Regions from separate parts of the Gossypium hirsutum genome. Here regions 2 and 3 are each linked to region 1. The links are chromatin contacts, called in public Hi-C maps. All regions are on one chromosome and are shown on one strand. The core of a region is the stretch at or near the end of the contact, and the rest is flanking DNA. Distances in the headings are between cores, read along the strand shown.

What was found. Hi-C and Micro-C count contacts between places; a contact is called where the count stands out from the background.
Region 2: a Hi-C map of leaf shows a contact between it and region 1, with 2.3 times the contacts expected there. The contact joins the promoter of LOC107893735 here to the promoter of LOC107893744 in region 1. A contact is called at or near these places in 5 of 34 Hi-C or Micro-C datasets (all in leaf).
Region 3: a Hi-C map of leaf shows a contact between it and region 1, with 2.2 times the contacts expected there. The contact joins the promoter of LOC107893736 here to the promoter of LOC107893744 in region 1. A contact is called at or near these places in 3 of 34 Hi-C or Micro-C datasets (all in leaf).

What each region holds. Positions count from the first base shown.
Region 1 is chrA13:80,325,981-80,328,814 of Gossypium_hirsutum_v2.1, forward strand. LOC107893744 reads left to right here and starts at 1,432. Exons shown (of 1, transcript XM_016818814.2): 1 at 1,432-2,679. The coding sequence starts at 1,936. The coding sequence ends at 2,388. It overlaps LOC107893743 (intermediate cleaving peptidase 55, mitochondrial), which reads left to right. Exons shown (of 14, transcript XM_016818812.2): 13 at 11-71; 14 at 553-1,029. The coding sequence ends at 648. LOC107893742 (alkaline/neutral invertase A, mitochondrial) reads right to left here. Exons shown (of 6, transcript XM_016818810.2): 6 at 2,785-2,834.
Region 2 is chrA13:80,507,843-80,510,676 of Gossypium_hirsutum_v2.1, forward strand. LOC107893735 (nuclear envelope-associated protein 2) reads right to left here and starts at 1,394. Exons shown (of 6, transcript XM_016818801.2): 1 at 1,150-1,394; 2 at 215-556; 3 at 1-47. The coding sequence starts at 409.
Region 3 is chrA13:80,468,898-80,471,731 of Gossypium_hirsutum_v2.1, forward strand. LOC107893736 (serine/threonine-protein kinase haspin homolog) reads left to right here and starts at 1,342. Exons shown (of 13, transcript XM_016818806.2): 1 at 1,342-1,745; 2 at 2,167-2,257; 3 at 2,475-2,834. The coding sequence starts at 1,495.

The DNA.
Region 1 (2,834 bases), core at 182-2,681:
CGTATTGCAGGTACCAAGGCACAGGCATAAGGATTGAGGATGAAGTTTTGATTACAGAGACCGGTTGTGAGGTAAAAACTCATGTATCAATACTATATAAAATGTGGTGGTTTTATCTTTCGTGGGACTTTCTGCTGATAATAATCACTCGAAGATGATTATTGTTAGTTTTGCCATTTCATTCTTAAGGGTAATTTTGTCTTTGATGTGACTTGTTGCTGATATTAATCACTCGAAGGTGGCTTTCGATACAATTTCTTTTTTTGTTCTTAAGGATATCTTCCTATTTGATGCTTACATATTCAGTAAAACATTATACATAAACCAATTTAAAGTGGTTGGAGAAAAAAGAGCAGAATCTTATCTAATGAAAGCTTAATCTTTCAAGCTTCCCAGGGGAAGGGGGGAGGGGGATTTTACCAGAGGTTAATATCGATATGAAGTTTTTTTTTTTTCTCATGGTTAGCCTAGTTATAACTAAAGTGTCACAATCATTATTACATTAGTAGCTTGCATTCAGTAATCCTTCTGATTGTTTGAAATTTGAAACAGGTCCTCACTGGATCAATGCCGAAAGAGATCAAACACATTGAATCCTTGCTAAACGATTACAGTTATACAAAGGGTATGGAGGCCGCAACAGTATAAAAGCTGCAACCATTTGATTCTTCCTTGAAAATTGTTGGGCACAGATCACCACCTGTCAGAAAAGGAGATCATTTCTAAGCCTGTGTATATTTTGAACCCGAGACACAATATCGTTTTGTATATTATTCCAGTTTTCCTGCAGAACTGGCCGGTCATGCGTGCATCTATTTATACCCAAACTCTTGTCAATGAGAGTGCTCCATGTTTTCCATTTTGTGCTCAATATTTCCAGTAAACAAGGGCTATCAGCCAATTCTTTTCACCTTTGATCTGCAACTTTGTCAACATCTACTAATGGTTTTATATCGACGGTCAATGAAATTACCTGTATTCATGGGAAATAGATCCCTCTTTTGAATAATACTAGCTTTCAAAGGTTAAGCTCTTCATTTACTTAGCATAGTTCCGGCTCTGGGTGAGGAGAATGGTGACACTACTACAAAGTTGTATTACTGTGATCATCAATGACCTGCTTGTACAAAGCTAAGACACAACTTTCCCAGTGGCAGAGCAAAATATTAGGGATTGCTGCTTCCACCATTTGAGTAAATTCTTTGTATGATAATGTTTTTCACCTGCTGCTGTGCTTTGGGATGGTGAAATGATGATACAAGGACGTACAGGCTGATCATGTCATTTTCAATTTTCTTTGTTTTAATATCAACAAACGAAGTGGGTAAAATATGTATTAGCAGTGAAAGTTTACTGAATGGGGTAAATGTTTGGTCTTTAGGAGCTCCCACAAGTTTTTATGGTTCATGGTTCATGTTTATGACGCGATATGTTACTTCAAAAACTGGAATCCCCATCCCACGTAATTCACACTTGGCGTATTTCCTTGACAAAAATCCTTTTTTATCCTCCTAATTTCTGCAGGAAGTTTCCATGTGTATCTTATATTTTCATTAATACCTAAGAAAGCTACTAGCTACGCAGAATCTAATGCCCCTTTCTGTTCACCTAAATTACTCTCGGCTGTACCAGTTAGTTCACCTAAGCACTGCCACCTAAACCAGCAATAAGCAGCAGTCTGCCAGAATGGACCAGCCGTTATTTATGGCTTTACCCCAAAGCCCAGCCTTAATTTGAACAGGTCATTTTGGAGGCCATGCATGCCTGCCACTTGCCATAATGGCATTATCGAAATATTCTCCTCCCACAAGGGTGGATAAATAGCTTGACAACTATATCAACGCCCATCGTCTTTTGCCCCTTACTCAGCCATTAAGCATCTTCTCTAACAAGACAAGTATACACCAGTTTCAGGTTACAGAGAGGAGAAAAAAGATGTCTTTGGTGACAGAAGAGATCAAAGCCAGTGCTTCAGAAGTATACCATGGAGATGAGATCTGTCAAGTGAAATCCAAGTCTTTGCTGGAGGAGATGGGCATGCCCAGAGGGCTTTTGCCCTTGAAAGACATTGAAGAATGTGGATATGTGAAGGAGACAGGGTTCGTGTGGCTTAAACAGAAGAAGAGCATAACCCACAAGTTTGAAAAGATTGGGAAGCCTGTTTCGTATGCAACTGAAGTCACTGCAGTGATTGAGAAAAACAGGATAAAGAAGCTGAATGGGGTTAAGAGCAAGGAGCTTTTGATTTGGGTCACACTGAGTGATATCTATGTTGATGATCCAGCCACTGGCAAAATCACTTTCAAGACCCCTGCTGGGCTGTCCAGATCTTACCCTGTATCTGCTTTTGAGATTGAAGGCGAGGAATCATCCAAGGAGAAGAACTAGGACAAGGTGTCCCAATTTCCATTAGGAGAAGAACCCTTCATCTCTGGGTTAATTTAATATTCATGGTTTTGGATTGCTGTCATTTCCTGTTGAGTGTCTTTAACTAGTAGCATTACTTCTAGTAATCAATCAATATATAACAATTAAAAAAAAGAGGTGTTTACAGTTTCAATCTCGGAAAACTTGTTGCATTGCATGTTAGTACTACAACATATGCATTGTTGCTTCAACCTATTGGAAGCAACCCAAATTATTTTTAACTTAAAAATATGCTATTGTCTTGTTTGCCTATGTTTATTCGTTCTTTACTTTTTCAATTCTCATTTATTCTTTATCGGTCAAAGAGAATATATATATACACGTAAAAAAAGGCATTGGGGTTAAAGAGAATATATATATTATATTATATTGTTCTCTTTTGATCCTATTCCCACTTTCAATACCAA
Region 2 (2,834 bases), core at 144-2,643, 180 kb after region 1:
AATTTAAATATTTCCTCTTCCATGTGCCTTGCCTTTGTCTCCGCTTCCTGATTTAAAAAAATAATAATAATAATAATAAGAAGCGAATCAGGTTTACCAGTAAACAAGTTCTTGACCCCACAAAGAAAGACCCAAAAAGAGAAATATTCAAATGGGAACTGAAAGTTTAACACAAAAAGACACGGAAAAGGAGGCACCATCAGCAATCACATGCCTGTCTTGTTAGGGTTTCTTGAGCAAATGACTGCTCCTGCGACGCCAAACGGCTTCTAACCTCCTTCAACTCCGCCGCCAGCGACACCACGTTACGCCGGAAACTCTGCTTCTTCTCATTCAAATCCTTCAATAAAGGATCAAAATCCATAGAAGATGATGAAGACGGAAGGGATGATTGATTAGACACTGACATCAGGGATAGCACGCTCTTGATCCAACGGTGAGTTGAAGATCTGATCGTGAATGCATGCACAGACCCTTGAAGGGGGCAAAAAAAAAAGAACAGATGACTTAGGGGAAGAGTCCTAGTCTTTGGTTGTAGCAATCTGTGCTGCCATATCTGCATGTGAACATGGTGGTTGTGCATTTAATTCAAGTGGGACAGCAAGCAACAAGTTTGAAAAATATAAAGATATAATGCAATGATAATACTCACAAGATTTAAAAGAAGAATAAATATTTGGAAGCAATGAAATGGATGGAATAAATCTGGTCCAAGCGAAGAGAAAAAAAAAAAAGAGAATGCTAAATAGATGCTTAATGGAAGGAGAGCGATAGAGGTGTTTATAAACCACAACCATAACCATCTGAATAATAAAGTCTTGTAATTATTTATCAAGACATAGAGAGAGAAAAAGAAAGAGACTTGCAGAGAGAGATAGAGAGAGAACAGCTTTTTGAATTTGAAATATGCGGAAAAAATAAAATAAAATAAAATTCAAATTTGAAATAGTTTGAAAATGGAAAAAAAGAAAAAAATTTCTTGGGAAAGCGGAAAGAAAGATGAAACAGAAACAACGCTGTACTCGGAAGGAGAGAAAAGGCAAAGAAAAAAAACCCAGAAAATATTTTTGGCTTTAACAGAAAAACAAACAAAATAAAAGAGAGTGAGAATCATGATGGGCGGATTGAGCGAGGAAAAGAGTCACCAACCTATGGTAGGAGCTTCACTTCTCTTCTCTTCTCTTCACTGTATCTGTCTCAAAGCAAAGCAGAAATGAAATTTTTAACATGGGATTTGCGAATAAGCTTGTGCTCTGCTCTGTGAAATTTTCCCCCTAAGATGAGATCGGATCCGAGGATGTTTTAATTTTGTAATGGAAACAGAGGAAGGATTAGATTAGAAGGGATACTAATTGATTGATTAGTTCTTTCCAATTATTATTTGTTTTTTAATTAATTCATGGTCTTGAGTTATTTAGGTAATTAATATTTAATTATGTTTGGTCCTGATTCCGAACCTGGGGTAATGTGATAATGCCAAAATCCTAAGCTGTGTTTTGTAATGTGGTGGGTTCTGTTTGGCAGATTTGACATTTCACAATCTTTTTTTTTTTTTTTTCGGTTTCCCACTGACTCCAGCCGTGAAACGAGAGTAGCGCGGCAAATCCAAATTTTTGGTTAGCTGCTTGCTAAGCCTAAGGGGAATCTTGCCGCGTGGACTTCTTTCTCTATCATCCGTTCGATCTGTTTTTGTTACCTACCTACTAGTCACACTGTCACCTGCTTGGGCTTGGGCTCGGGCTCGGGCTCCGAGCCCTTTTCTGCTTAAATAATTATTTAGGCTGTTCCATTTCACTTCTTCATTCCTTTTTCATTTTTTCTTGGAATATATGGTAAGTTGTTAGTAAATTTTTACATTTCTTGAAAGATATGGTAATTTAGAGAGTTTCACATATTTTTTATGTTATAAATATTAAAATTTTGATTTTGATTAATTTTATCTATTTTAAAAAAATAAATACATCAAAAAATATTTTTTTACAATATAAAAATGGAAAAACTCTCTCTGATCCCCGATAACGTTTCCCCCCCTTAGGCAGTAAGCGGTGGCGATGGATCTCGATCGGATTCTGATCGTACGACTAAGAAAGTACGGTTCAAAGGTGGAATCGGAGAAGAAGACACTGAGATGGTGAAGACTCTGGATCGAGCCTAAAGATATCCTGGAAGGATAAACTTTTAGGAACCAATTCTGGAGGAATAGACGTTGGTAAGATGGGTCTTCTAGTCTAGATGTTGATGAAGATCTTGAGTTTTTAGAAGGAGACATTCACAGATCTGTTGTTAATGGTATTCCTTCCATTGACTTCTCTGAACGGATTCAAAATATTTTAGTCAAAGAGATGGAACTCACGGTAATATTGAAATTACTAGGAAGAAACATTGGCTATGAGGCTCTTAACAATCGTATTAGCAGTCTTTGGAACACTGCCAAGCCATTCCATCTCATGGATATTGAAAATGGATACTTTTTGGCTAAGTTCCAATCTTTCGACGATTACACTAAAGTTCTGGCGCAGGGTCCGTGGATGGTGTATGGACAATATTTAACAGTTCAACCCTGGACAAAAGAGTTTTGCCCTTCACAACCCTATCCAAGTTTAGTGTTGGCATGGATTAGACTACCTGGTCTTCCAGGTTATTTATACAAGAAGAAAATTATCAAGGTAATTGGGAATACCATTGGGAAAGTGGTTCACTTGGACTTTAATACTGATAGCAGGACTAGAGGCAGGTTCGCCAGGATAGCAGCATACATTAATCTGGATAGACCCTTGGTTGCTCAAGTTCTCGTGAATGGCAGAATTTAGAAAGTTGAGTATGAAGCGTTGCCG
Region 3 (2,834 bases), core at 92-2,591, 140 kb after region 1:
AATTGCATGTAGAATCAAATGAATGGCAATGATGAAGTTAGAGAAATGGGTCATATTCACAAATGAATGCGTTTTCTCATTGAGTATAAAATGACTTGAGAATTAATTTAAGGTTTTCAAATTATTATTTAATTAATTATAATTAAAAAATGGAAATTCAAAAATAGAATTAAATTAGTTAGTCATTATGAATCCATTAAATAAGAAAATTAAATATATTTCCTCATAATTTTTTTATGGTACTCATGACTTTAACAGAATTAGAATTGGATTAAGAAAATTATTTAATTGAAAATTAATTTAGTTAATTTAATTAATTGAATAAATAATATATATTTTTAGAAATAAAAAAAAAACAAGCATGGGTTAATTTAAATTATAAAATATTGGATTAAAAGTTAAAAAAACACATATAATTGGATTCAATACATAAGAGGCTAAAAACTACTAATATTAAATGAAAGTGGTGACAACCCTAGTATTATTATTTAGGTGTGCCACCCACCCTACTATACTTAGAGTAGGAAGCATTTTTCATTAAAATAATATCATTTGTCTAAGCCTTGTACAACCAGGATTCTTTTATCTCTCTTTATATATAGATAGCATCGAACCTAATACACAAGCTTCTTGATTATTGAGTTAATGTTGTTCTACCATAAAATAGTGGTACTTTATTTACTTAAAATAAATTCTATTTTCTAGAAATTACAATCTTTATCGGTTTCTATTGAGAGAATTACTTTCTAACTGAAAGTAATAATATTGTTTCTTATTCTGTGTTTGGTTCGTATTGCTTGAGTCCGCACTCAACGCTATTTGTGGTACGATGATAGCGAAGAAGTGATGATAGCGAAGAAGGTTGTTCGGTTGAAATCTAGGGTTGACTTGAATCTGTCATGCACAAAGGATATGCACTTTTCAGTAAAAGTTTATTGTTATAAATACCACAAATCGACTCGATTTTGAAAATTTATATTTTATAAATCAAAATATTAATAATATATTTTTTATATTTTTATTAAAATATCATATAAGTAATGAACTTTAACCACATTAAATACATATTTTTTTTATTTTACAATATAATATTTAAAATGAACATTTTATTTCTTAAATTCACCTTTTGACAGCAATACTAAATATTTAAATCTTAAACTAAAATTTTCAAATATATTTATTTGAAACACTTTTGAAGAAGGAATAAGAAATTAGAAGAATAACCAATTTTTGCGTAATGGTTTTTTTTTTATTGTTGTGATGAATGATGATAGAGATTGGGCCATTTAGTCGTTGGGCTGAATGAAAGAGTGGGCATATGGATGAAGTGGTAATTGGACCAAAGCTCGTCTCCCACAGCACAGCAAAGCACAGCACAACCAATCCATGATCCCTTCCCGCCTCCCTGCATATTCAAATCACACTGTTTTCTCTCTCTTTTACGTAAATCTCCGTCTGTCTATATATCAATCAGGGGCTAAGTAAGATTTAATAATGGATGGCAAAGCAAAAGCAAGATCGGGCGGAGAGGTCGATCTTTGGTCAGAGATCATAGGAGCATCGGATCAACCATCCACAAACGCACCCTTAATCCAACCCGTTTATCAGAGAAGAAGACGAACATCTCACCCCACCCCCTCTGACTCAGACCACCCCCTGCTTCTGCAACCCACTAACAGCAATCGCCTCAGTTTCGCTGCTGCTAACAACAAGCGGGTCAGTTGGAATCGCTCACTTTCCATCAGGTTCCTTCTTTCCCTTTTCTCTTTTTTAACCAGCATTTATTGGGTATTATCCTAATTTTGCCTTATTTTAATTCCATTTTCTTTAAAGACAAAATTTTATGCTTCCTTTCTCTTTCATCTTCAAATTTACCTGCAAATTCAAAGAACCATTATTATGCTCAACAGCTACACGAGGAAAAAAAAACTATGCTACTTGTGCCTTACCATAGAATAGGATAAATTATTCTCACACTATCCAAGTTTGACGCTTCCCTGACTACAATTTAATGTTTGCCTGCTTATGCTGGTTATTTGATGTTCAGGGTTTCCTTTTTTCCCCCCATTTATTTTGTTTCGTTGTCTGCTCAAAAACCTTCAAATACGTTTTCAATGCTTTTTAGGTGGTGAGTTTTATTATAACTCAAATTTCTGCTTCATTCAGAGGGAGGATAAGCATTGCTGTTGCTCCTTGCTTGGCGAATCAACCACAACAAAAGCAGCCCAGGAGAAGGGGGAAACCGCCTGTTCCTAAAGTATGTCTGACACACCTTCTATTTCCTATTTCCCATTTTCTTTCTCTCCTCCCATTTATGCATAGTGTTCCCATCTTCACATTCTCAAGTCTCAACTTAGTTTCCTTTATTTCTTCTGTTGCTGCGCTACTCCTAATGTCCAAAACCTATCTAGTGTCTTGAGAAAGGTGCATTGGATACTTTGTCATTACAAATTAATTTCTCTGTTTGTTTACAGGGCAAGGCTGCAGAACAATCAAGCTTCGATAAGGAGAGAGCATATTTTCAAGAGGTTGATGCCTTTGAGTTATTGGAGGAAAGCCCATCACCAAAACACTTTGGGACATGGGCAACAGGCAATCAAACTGTCACTGATCCTATACCACTTGTTTCAACCAGATTAGAGAAGTGGCTCTTTTCAAAGAAGATAAACTTCAGTTGCGGGCCTTCTACCACCTTGTCCAAAATATTAGAAACTCCTGCTGCTCCAATGGATCCCATATATACTAGTGGTTTGGATTTATCAAGTGTAAAAACTCCCGAAAAGTTCAGTCCAGTATCCTTGATTGGTGCTGACCAAGGTTGTGAAGATATAAAT